Linked DNA regions of Mus musculus: region 2 is linked to region 1. The links are chromatin contacts, called in public Hi-C maps. All regions are on one chromosome and are shown on one strand. Each heading gives the region's core, a stretch centred on a gene start, on an enhancer-like site or on the middle of the called end of the contact. The rest is flanking DNA. Distances are from core to core; before and after follow the strand shown.

What was found. A called contact is a pair of places that touch in the nucleus more often than the background predicts.
Region 2: a Hi-C map of muscle stem cells shows a contact between it and region 1, with 2.8 times the contacts expected there. The contact joins the enhancer-like site here to the promoter of Fgf2 in region 1. A contact is called at or near these places in 2 of 15 datasets of contacts at CTCF or cohesin (CD8 T cells and the NIH/3T3 cell line), 42 of 484 Hi-C or Micro-C datasets (the AML12 cell line, B cells, the C2C12 cell line and 23 more), 7 of 115 datasets of contacts at active chromatin or transcription factors (acute myeloid leukemia, a colorectal cancer cell line, embryonic stem cells and 4 more) and 5 of 9 other capture datasets (adipose tissue, embryonic stem cells, liver and 2 more).

Annotation. Positions count from the first base shown.
Region 1 is chr3:37,344,918-37,350,396 of GRCm38.p6, reverse strand. Fgf2 (fibroblast growth factor 2) reads right to left here and starts at 1,744. Exons shown (of 3, transcript NM_008006.2): 1 at 1,373-1,744. The coding sequence starts at 1,547. It overlaps Fgf2os (a long non-coding RNA gene), which reads left to right and starts at 556. Exons shown (of 4, transcript XR_003954461.1): 1 at 556-748.
Region 2 is chr3:37,397,436-37,402,720 of GRCm38.p6, reverse strand. All of the region lies in intron 2 of Fgf2 (fibroblast growth factor 2), which reads right to left. Among named protein-coding and RNA genes, the nearest start is that of Nudt6, 20 kb to the left of the region's middle. Within about 2 kb of position 3,535, at least 37 of the 459 cell types and tissues checked have an H3K27ac peak or open chromatin away from gene starts, as enhancers often do. A contact at or near this core is called in adipose tissue, brown adipocytes, cerebellum and 3 more, where this site is marked.

The DNA.
Region 1 (5,479 bases), core at 495-2,994:
AAAGGAGAGGAAAGCATCCAGGTAAAGTTTTGCTGTTAAAATTGTAAGCCATGAGATAGGTATTTTCAAACCCGCTTAAACATCATACGGTGTATTGAAAAATCACTCTATTTCATTAATATGTACAGTTTTTATATTTTATGTCAGTTAAATTTCCTACTATGCTTTAAATATACTCAGCAAATATCAAGCTGTATGTCACATTCACAAGGCACCTTTTTTTGTTCGTGGGGCTTCTGGTCTTTATGCTTCTTACATAGTGACTAGAATTCCCTGTGCATCTTAAAGACAGAGTTGCTGGATGGAAGACCTCAGGCCCCCGGAACACCTTCTCGCATGCAAAAAGAAAAAAAAAAAGTCGGACCCCATCTGAACCCTTAAAAATGAATGCAGACTTTAAAGCAGATGTTTTAACCAAGCTCACTCATGCGGTCTCTCTCACCTCCAATACTTAGAGACATTAAAATAGCCAGCCCACTTGGGCCTTTTGTAGCTAGTGGCTCTTCAAGTGTGGTCCCCAGACAAGCATTTAGAATAGAAACTCAGAAATGGCGGGTGTTTCCTCCCTGCCTCAGGAGGCTGGGTCCAATCTGTGACAGCAAACGCTGCAGGTGACGTCTAGGAGCCCTTAAAGTTGAGCCTACTGATTTAGGAGAGGATTGTTTCCCGACCTATATCCATGACTGGATATATTTCTATGACAAAATCCAAGCTGTAATTCTTATCTCGCCCTCAAGGTACCTGCAAGGTAGGTTCCCCCACTTCAGTGCTATCAAGGGATCTGCACTTCACACTGAAACAAGGTCTGCCCTGCTTTACTAAGGAAGTCACAGGTTGGTTTGCTAGTCTCTTGTCTGTTTTGGCTCCCTTAGCTTTCCTCTTTGGAGTAACTTGGAGACACTGGGTGGGTGGAGAATGTGATAGCTGTGAGAGGAAGGGCCGCATCCCTGTGGTTTGTCACCAAGTCAGAGTTGAAGGGCGGGGGTTTCAGCTGAAGAACATTTCATCCTGCCTCTGTTTCCGTGGGTGACTGCAGGATGCCAAGGAGCTCCAGAGCCCTGGTTGAGACACGCCTACCTCCAACCCCCAAGAGCCTCGGGTCCCTTGTCTCAAGCATCCTGGCATCCAGGATGCAACAGGTGGCCTCTGAGAGACCAGCCCACCTGGAGTTGCGGCAGGGGCGGAGGTGGGGTTGGGTGGGGAGAGGTGCAGTGCGGGGACCCTATTCCTGAGGAGGACACAGGAATGAAGCTGCTTTCCTGTACCCCTGGGTCCACGGTGCCTAGGGGCCGCGTCTTAGTGTCCCAAGTCCCCGGGGGCGAGGGAGCAGTGTGGTCTAGACCATGCACGCGGGTGGGAAGTGGCAACTCACCGTGTGGGTCGCTCTTCTCGCGGACGCCATCCACGCGGCCGTCGGGATGGATGCGCAGGAAGAAGCCGCCGTTCTTGCAGTAGAGCCGCTTGGGGTCCTTGAAGTGGCCTGGTGGGAAGGCGGCGCCGCCGTCCTCCGGCAGTGCGGGAAGCGAGGTGATGCCGCTGGCAGCCATGGCCCTTCCGCGGCCCCGGGACCCCGCTGTGGCAGCTCTTGGGGCTCCCCGGCCCCGACCCCGGCCTCGGCCCCCCAGCGCGGCTCGCCCGCGGGCTGCCAGCCTCCCAGTCCGTGTCCCGCCGGGCTCCCAGCCCAGTGCAGCCGGACTCTTCCTGAAGCCGAGAGAGCCCCTTGAGTGTACAACGGCCCGGGGCCGCGTCACCCCGCGTCCCCGCCTGCACCCCGGCCCCGTGCGCCCCCGCCCCGCGCGCCGCCTCCTCCCCACGCCCGGCGCCTCCAAGTTGCAAAGAATCTGTCCCGCTAGGCAGAGCTTTCTCCAGGAGACTGCGGTGACGCAGCTCCTAAAGTTTAAATGCAAGTTTCTAACTTTCTCCGCTCCTGCCTTTTAACAGAGGGTCTGAACTGGGGAGGGATCAAGTCAGGCTTTGGAAATCTCCAGTCCCGTAGAGCACAAGCTGTGTAAGGATAGGGTGCGGGAGACAGAGGCCTGCAATGGGGTGCCTGGGTTTCCTTTCTGGGCACCCAGCCCGAGACAGCGTGGGAAGATGAAAACCGCTTGAGTCCTCAACACGTAAGAGCCCAGAACTGGCGCTTGCCCTGCCTCAGTTGTTAGATGTTTCTTGGAAAGAACCGAGTCTCACAAAATTGCAGTTAATTGCAGTTGGCAATTTTCAGTCGACCCCAATAGGCTTGACCCCAATAGATTGTCTGCACCTCTGTCCTGAAACTAGATAGCTTTTCTCCCCTACCTGTGGGGGTGCACCTCTACAGTGAGGGTGTTTGCCAAACTACCATTTGGAAAACCTGCACACATCAATGCTCTGTGCTCCAAGGCTCTGCGGAGAGGCACCGCGACAGAAAGGGTTAAGGCCAGGAGGGTGACCAAGAGAACTGCTCTGAAGAGTCACACACCACAGGAGTACCTCACTGCGGGGGGTCGGGGGGGGGGAGGAGAAATGTAGATTTAGGGAAGCTTCTAGAAGTGTCACTATGAGTTAGCTGTAGGTCATCCTGAAGGGCATCTACTTATCGTCTTCAGTCTTCTCAGAGGTCTTCACTCTGTGTGGTGGGCGTTAGCAAATTCTCCAAAGCTGGAAGACCAAGCCTTTTCTCCGTTGTGTACCAAGCAGAGGAGTGTGTGTTGTGTGCATATTCGTTTTCCTCTTGCCTCCTGCTAGGTTCATAGCCAAAGTCTTTACAGCATGAGACAAATTAACATGAAAAGATACTAACTTATTTAATGTAAACCTGGAATCCTTGAAAGGAAATAAAGACCTAAAAGCCACACAGAGACCTGTGTGTTTTCAGTCAAGTTGGAAGAGGATGTGTTTAATTGTAGAGAATGGTTTTTGAAGAGGGTGCCAGCTAATGGGCAGAAACTGGTGTGAGGAACTTAGTAAGTCTTGGTTGTTCTGATTCTGTGTCTCTGTCTTCAGAGATGGGAACTCCCTGACCTGTAAGTATATGGTGGGCACTTCTCAAATGTGGGCTTTGTATCCTCAGTAAGAGAAGACTAAGGGGTCTGAGAGCAACCGTCCTGCCTCCCCACCTCTCTCCCTCACCCTTCTCTCTCCCTCACCCTTCTCTCTCCCTCACCTTCCTCCTCTCTCTTCCCCTCCCCCACTCTTCCTCCCCCTCTCTGGTGTTTCTAGACAGGGTTTCTCTGTGGTAGCAGTCCTAGAACTCACTCTGTAGGCCAGGCTGGCCTCCAATTCAGAGATCCACCTGCCTTTGCCTCCAGTGCTGTGATTCAAGGCCTGTGCCACCGTCCAGCCCTACTTTTTTCTTTAATGCTGTTTTCTTAAGATGCTGAGGTGCCCTCAACCCTCTCAGTCCTCTGACACCAGTCTCATAACCCTCCTCGGACAAAAGGGCACAAACTAGGAGCATACCCCCTCTCCTCTTTATGCCTCCTAGGTTTTGAGTAGGGTTTTCCCAGAAAGTGTTCAGAAATACTGCACTGCTGTATGTGATGACCAGACTCATCAATCGTCATTCAGGATCCAGTAAGATGAGTAGTGCCCTTCTGGATGCTGAGCATGGCCCAGGGGAACAGGCGTAGCATCCCACCCAGCGTTCCTGCAAGGCATTCCAGATGATAGCAAGTACAGCCCAGGTTTGAGGAGCGTCTGTGCTGGAGAGTTAACCAGCTGGCATCAGCCAGGGATTTGTGGAAGGAACCACATTCCATTCCACGAGGAAGGGATATCTATCCAACTCTTTCCTCCTCCTAAAATTCCCATCATACTTATGGGAAATGGCTAAGCTAACTAAGAAACTCCAGACTTCCATACTAAATTGCTTATGGTTGCAAACAAGCTGAAATGTGCATGTTTACCAATAGGAGCACATTTAATGAAGTGATTCATGTAGTAAGTATTAGTGAGTATAGTAACTCACTGAAGGTTTATGAGCCTGCCATTACCAGATAGAATTCTACAATGGACTATCGCTGGTTTGTTTTTAATGATTTCCTACATGGACTGAGAACTGGAGAAAGAAGTGAAAAATGTAAGTTAGCCTGCAGTGTGTCCCCTACACTTTGTCTTTTGAGGTGATTCCCCCTCCCTGGCACATGCATACACCGTGTTAACTGCCAGACTGTGTTGTACTCCAGGGACCCCGGCCCCTGGGCATCTGCAGGGAGAGGAAGAACATTAAACTGTGCTTATGCTTTGCTTTCTAAGCTACACCTAATACATGGATAACTGTCTCCTACTTACATGGCTGATTTTAAAATACACATAATACATAAGTATAATAATCAAGAAAAATAAAGCCATCCCCTGACAGGAACAATGTACAGAGACACTAGAAAGGACCTGTCTAGACCTCCTCACAATATACCTTCCAACAAAAGTCAGGTTGATGGGAAGTTAGAAAGCACTAGAACCCTCCAATATCCTGGGCTAAGGAAAATCTAGATTCTACCAAGAGCCCTAAGGTGCTAATGAAGTTGTCTTAAAAAAAAAAAGAAGTAAGGTAGCATGCAGAGGGGAGGAAGCCTGTGTGTGCGGACTGTGTCATAGCCCAGCCTGCTGAGTGTGAGAGAGTGTGGGGCGCAGCCACTGCCAGGTAAAATGGCTAGAAACCGAAGCTTTGGAAGGATAGCAAAGGAAATACAGACAGACAGACAGACAGACAGACAGACAGACAGACAGACAGGGAGAGAGAGAGAGAGAGAGAGAGAGAGAGCGCAAAGGAAATACAGACAGGGAGGGAGAGAGCACGCAACCAAACCATCTACAATGTACAAATACCTCTTAGCCATGTCTCTTAAATTGGGATCTCTCTCTCTCTCTCTCTCTCTCTCTCTCTCTCTCTCTCTCTCTCTCTCTCTCTCTCTCTCTCTGTCTGTCTCGACTCTGCACATCATCTTAACCTTTCCACTAGAACAAACTGGTCCCCCTCATAATCTGAGAGACTTCTGTCTCCTTATTTGCTGTTTTCTTTGCTTACTAGAGGGTCATGTGTTTCATGTTCAGTTCCATAGAAGTGAAACAGAAATGCACACGGACACAGAACTCAGTAAATACAAGGAAAGGAAGACTCGGAAACAGGACACCATGTGTGGCGGCTTAGTGCCTGATCCCAAACCTTCACAAGGGCACATGGGACTTCTCAGGGGGGCAGTGTCCCAGCCTGTTTTGTGTACCTTGTATCCTAACATGGATTTTTTTGTTTTTAAATTTAGTACTGTACTTTAAAAAAAAATTATATACTTTAATTTTGTATATATGTGTGCTTTGCCTGAATGTCTGTCTGTCTGTCTATGCAACATGTGCATTCCTAGTCTCCAGGCAGGCAGTTGTGAGCTCCGGTATGTGGGTGCTTGGAACCAAACTTGAGTCCCTGCCAAGAGAAGTATGTGCTCCTAACCTCTAAGCGCTCTCTCCAGCAGCCCATAAAGTTGGTGTTAAAGAGACAATC
Region 2 (5,285 bases), core at 2,286-4,785, 51 kb before region 1:
TAAGCAAAAAAATACTATAGGTAGCTTAAAATAAAGCTACACTCATGTTGCAGAATCTAAATAAAAGAGAATCTGAACCAGAAAAGCCTAGGTTTAAACGGAAACATAGAACATAGCTCAACTGTACTACACATAAACTCTCTGAGGAAACTGAGAAGATGGCTCTTTCCTAGAGTCCAGTGGCCCTGACCTGACATCCGCGATGGCTTGCAGCCAGCCAGGACCAGCTCCAGCTTTGCCTCAATCCCTAACTAATGTGCAGAGCGCCTGACCAAGTTCTGTACCTTCTCCAGGCCTCACTGAATCAGATGGTCTCCACACAGTGAGAAACATCTGTGACACAGCAAATGCCTCGAGGCTTCCCAGCCCCCCTCCGGCTTGCACACTGGCTCTGGCCCTCCGCTCAGTTTTGGGTTTGAACCTTATGGCCACTTCCCCATGCTCTGTTTTCTGAGCTGTTTACTCGTTTACAGTACTTTGATTCTTGCAGTTTTGGCTTATGAAAGAGTTTGCTCAATAGAAATCTCAAAATGCATTTGCTCACACCACTTCTGAGAATTAAAAACAGATGTGATGAAAGTATCCATGTTGAGCATTTTAGAACTAAATAAAAACCACAAATGGGAAAAATTTAAAAGCCAGCGTGGTCTCAATCTTATAAAAAGGCTGCAGAGAATTGCTGGGAATGGCTTCCAAGAGCAGTAATTCTTTCTTGGCCTTACTCTGCATTCAATCCGGGCTAGCATTTTATCTCCTTACAAAGATGCAGCTTTTTCTTTAGCTCTCTGTTTCTGACAAATTTGGTCAGTGTAGACTGCAAAACTGAGCCCCAAAACACTACCTCCCTACTTTTCTACACTGTAGAACTCATGTCACTGTTAAGACTCCTCAACTCAGAAATTGTTTTGTGTGTGAAATACGCTTTGGATGAATTAAAACACAGCCGCTCAGCATTCACTACATGGGCCAACAAAAGCACCATTTGAGTCCTACTTCAATCCCATCCAGGGTGACACAATTCTGTAGCCTCAGATAGGAAACCACAGGTGGGCGACCCCTTCACAGAGGGGGCTCATCAGTACTTTCCCGTACATGCTCTACCTTCACAGTCGTTTGGTATTGAAACCAAGACCTACAGTTAAACTCACTAGATACTATTTTGTTTAAATCTACAATTCTGTGTGAATTCAGTAAAACCATTGATCTTAATATTAGTTCTGGGTTCCTAAAGTGAATCAGAGCAACAGAAACATCTCCTGGCAAGAAACTGAGTAAGAAGCCTGCCATACACCCAAGAGCTCCAACTCCAGCCTCCAAACACAGGCCTTCGCACGGACAGCTGTTTAAAACATAGGAAGCCTTTTTAGAATGTGTTTTCAAGGACTGCGGAGATGCTGGGAGAGTGTTTGCCATTCAAGCATGAGAACCTGAACCTGAGTTCCAGACTTGAACTTCAAAGCCTAGTGTTTCTGAGCATGGGAGCACCTGCCTTTAATCACAGCACTTAGGAGACAGAGGCAGGTAGATTTCTGGGAGATGGAGGCCAGCCTGATTGATATAGTAGTGCCAGGCTAGCCAGGGTTTATATAGTAAGACCCTATCTTAAAACAAAACAAAACAATACAATACAAAAAACAAACAACAAACAACAAACAACAAAACAAAACAAAACAAAACACCCAAGCCAGAAACATACACTGTCATGTGCTTGCAACCCCAGCATTGGAGAGGAGGAGACAGGAGGTCCCTGGGCTTGTTGGCCAGCCAGCCAGCCTGGTCTACTTGGCAAGCTCCAGCAAGATATCCTGTACCAAACCAAACCAAACCAACCAACCAACCAAACAAACAAACAAACAAATAGAAAACTCAAGGCGCACCAACCAAAGAGCATACATAAGACCCCAGGCACACACGTAGCAGAGGACTGCCTTGCCTGGCCTCAGTGAGGGAGGATGCAGCTAATCCACTAAAGCCTTGATGCCCCAGGGAAGGGGGACTCCTTGGGATGGGGGAGAACTATCTCAGAGATGAAGGGAGGGATGGGGTAGCATTTGAAATGTAAATGAAGAAAATAGCTAATAAAAAAAGGAAAAAAAGAGAAGAAAATAAAAACAAAGAAACTCAAAACAAAACAAAAAACAAACAAACAAACAAAAAACTCTGAGAGGTGGGACCGGGAGGGGAGGCAACATTTGGGATGTAAATAAATAAAATAATTTAATTTAAAAAAAAATCAAGGCACACAACTGCCTATGACATCAGTTCCAGGAGATCTTCCACCCTCTGCTGACCTCCACAGGAACTCCACACATGTGGTACTCATACAAACAGGCAGTCACACAGTGTAAATAAGTAAAAAGAAATTTGAAAGAGAAAGCATGTTGTACAGCACCCGAGGGAGGAACAATATCAAGGCTGAGCTCTGGCCTCAACAGCATGCATATCAACACATCTGAGGACACGCACACACAGGGTTTGAAATCATGAGCAATCCTTAACCGGAATGCCTTTAGACCATTGTTGTTAACACCAGTAGGAGCCCTTTCTCATACCTTCAACAGCAGTAAAGCCAGCACGACTCTCTGAGGTACTGTTGTCCCCAAGAGGCTGAGTATGTTGGAGAACCACTACAGGAACCATAGAGCTGGTGTTAGATCCCAAAGAAACTCAAGACCAATAGCTAACTGAGGTGCCTATTAACATATCAAGGTGAACCCAGGCCACCGGCCTCCCTGGTAACCACAAGTATCTCAGCACTTCACACACACGCACACTCACACGTGCTCACACACACTGCCCCCTACTCGAAACCTTTCTAGCCCCTGAGCTTCACTGCCCGTCCTCCAGCTTCTTTTTCCTATATGACCCAGCCATGTTGGCACTGTGTTCTCTTTGTCCACTTGCCTCCTGGCCTCTTGGCTCCCTTCTTGGTTCTCTTGGTCCTCCTTCTCTTGGATTGACTTCTCTTTTCTTGGGCCTCTGCTCCTGGCTCATCTCTCTTCTCTTCCTCTCCTCCTCCTCCCTCTCCTCTCATGACCCAGTCTATTCTGCTGGCCATACTCAGTCTGGACTCCTCCAGATGCCTCTGGCTGAACTCTCTCATCTACAATAAAAACCTTCTCCTCAACTACCTACCTAGGAGTGATCATGTCCTTATTGTCATTCAGTGGGTAGCATTCATAGCAATCCAGTGTTGTCATCACACACAGGGTGACATGGGGCCAGATAGAAGGAAGATGGACTTATGCCTGTGGAAAGTACAGGCTTTCAGACAGTCTCTCCAGAGATGAAGCATGTTCACATCCCGAATGATGGCTCCTGATCAGGACATTGGAGTTACTCCAGAAGTTACTACTGTTGACAGCTGAGCATTGGCAGATCTGACTCAGAGAGAAAGGCTACTGAGCTAGGCCATCAGCACCCCTCCTGCTGTGAGGTACAGCACTTACTTCTTCATCAGAAGACAGTCCACCCTGCCCAGCTGAGAAGAGGGACTTGCTGAGAGAGCATGGCAGCCAGCCATACTAGATGCTGAGGCCAGAGATTAGTTTGTGACTTGGCAGCAGGACTGGGCCCTCTGATGGGGGCGGAACACACACCAGCTGTTACCACAGCCAATCTGGCTTATGCCCTCCTCAGAAGAGCTTGATAAGTCTCGAATTTTCCATTTGTGTGTAGCCGATGGGTTTTGTCCATGCTGAGGGTTTGTGATAAATCTATAAACTTTACTAAACTGACTTTTACTCTGTCAACTTGGTGGTATTTGGTTGCATCATGAAGGAGAGTTAGCATGCACTAAAGAGAGCAAAATCCAGTAAGACTTGGTAGAGCCAGATGGCTTTCATCTTGCAGCAGTGGCTTCCTTGCCGAGGAAGGGAACGGAAACCCTACCTAGTTCTTAGTACATTATGAAGCTTCACATCCGTGTGCCAAGAGAAAAGGTCAGAATTCCCCCCATGAAGACCCGGACAGCCCCATTTTCACCTCATCTTCAGCTTGTTTCCTCTTGTTTGTAACCCAGTCACCACAGAGATGGCAGTGGACAGATGAGTACTTCTGTCTCTGGAGCTCTTGAAAACTGTGGTGACTTTTAACCATTGCAGATAAACCCACCATCCAGCCTATGTTCTTGAGACATAGTTCCTTTTGTGACTATCATATGGACTCACTGTGATCCACTCTCACCTTAGTAAGGCATTCATTGAAGACCAAGATTGACGTGGAAAGGAAAGAATGGAATCTCAAGGCTACCGGGCTAGTGGAGTTCACAGCCAATTATGACCAAAACAAGATCAGTGCACTTCAACACAGCCTTGTAAATACTGCTTGTGTTCTGTTGGGGGTCCAGACAGTCTGCAGTTCCTTTCTCGGGCACAACCCCTAACCCAGATGTGATCCTGTGATTGTGGGAAACTGCAGATAAAGCCTAGGAGGAATGTCCTAAATAAGGTCACTAGCTAAGGTCACAAGGGCAGGGAAGTACAGAAGGAAGATTCTAGATAAAGGGGTAAAAGACACTGCTCAAGCTCTGCTTGCCGCGGCCTCTCTGGCAGCTAGTACACAATATATAAACAGCAGTGGGAAAAATTAAAAAGTGCCCATTCTTAAAGTAAACACAGAGTCTTGTGCCTCTGTCTACCATTACCCTCCTTCCCACGTCTCTGTAATGCCCACATTTGTAGTGGCCATGGCAGTGTTTCCTCTTCAGCTCTAACTAGTCTTCCTGACACTCCAGGCTCTACAAAGCCACTCTATACCCCTGCCAGAGCGCTCTCAGCAGAAGTTCTCAACCTCTACTGGGTTGGGAACTCTCCAGCCTCACAGTGAGCATGGCTAGCATGATGTAAGACTTAAAGACAAGCTTGTTTGCCTCTCCAGCCTTCTCCCTTCCCTTTCATTGTGTTCTGGACAGAATGCAGGCCACATTCCAGCTGCTGTGAGTTGCTCATAATTTTTGAGACGTGCCAAGTAGCCTCTGGTAGCCACAGTTCCAGCTCTACCCCTGCCCTCCGGTCCTTTTCCCCCAACACTCTACTTACAAGTGACCTCCATGAGTTCTACAAAGCTAGCCACTTTCTTCCCTAAATTACTCCTTGCATCGTAATACTTCCAACCTTCTCCTGTGTTACTATGCATGTATGTGAAATACTGATGGAACTCAACAAAGCACCCACATACCACACCAATACTTATGCCTCTGCCTTTCTGCACAGTGGATCCATTAGGGGCAGAGAACACGTGATACTCAGCTCTTTAAGGCTGCTGTCTAGCACATCTGGAATCCT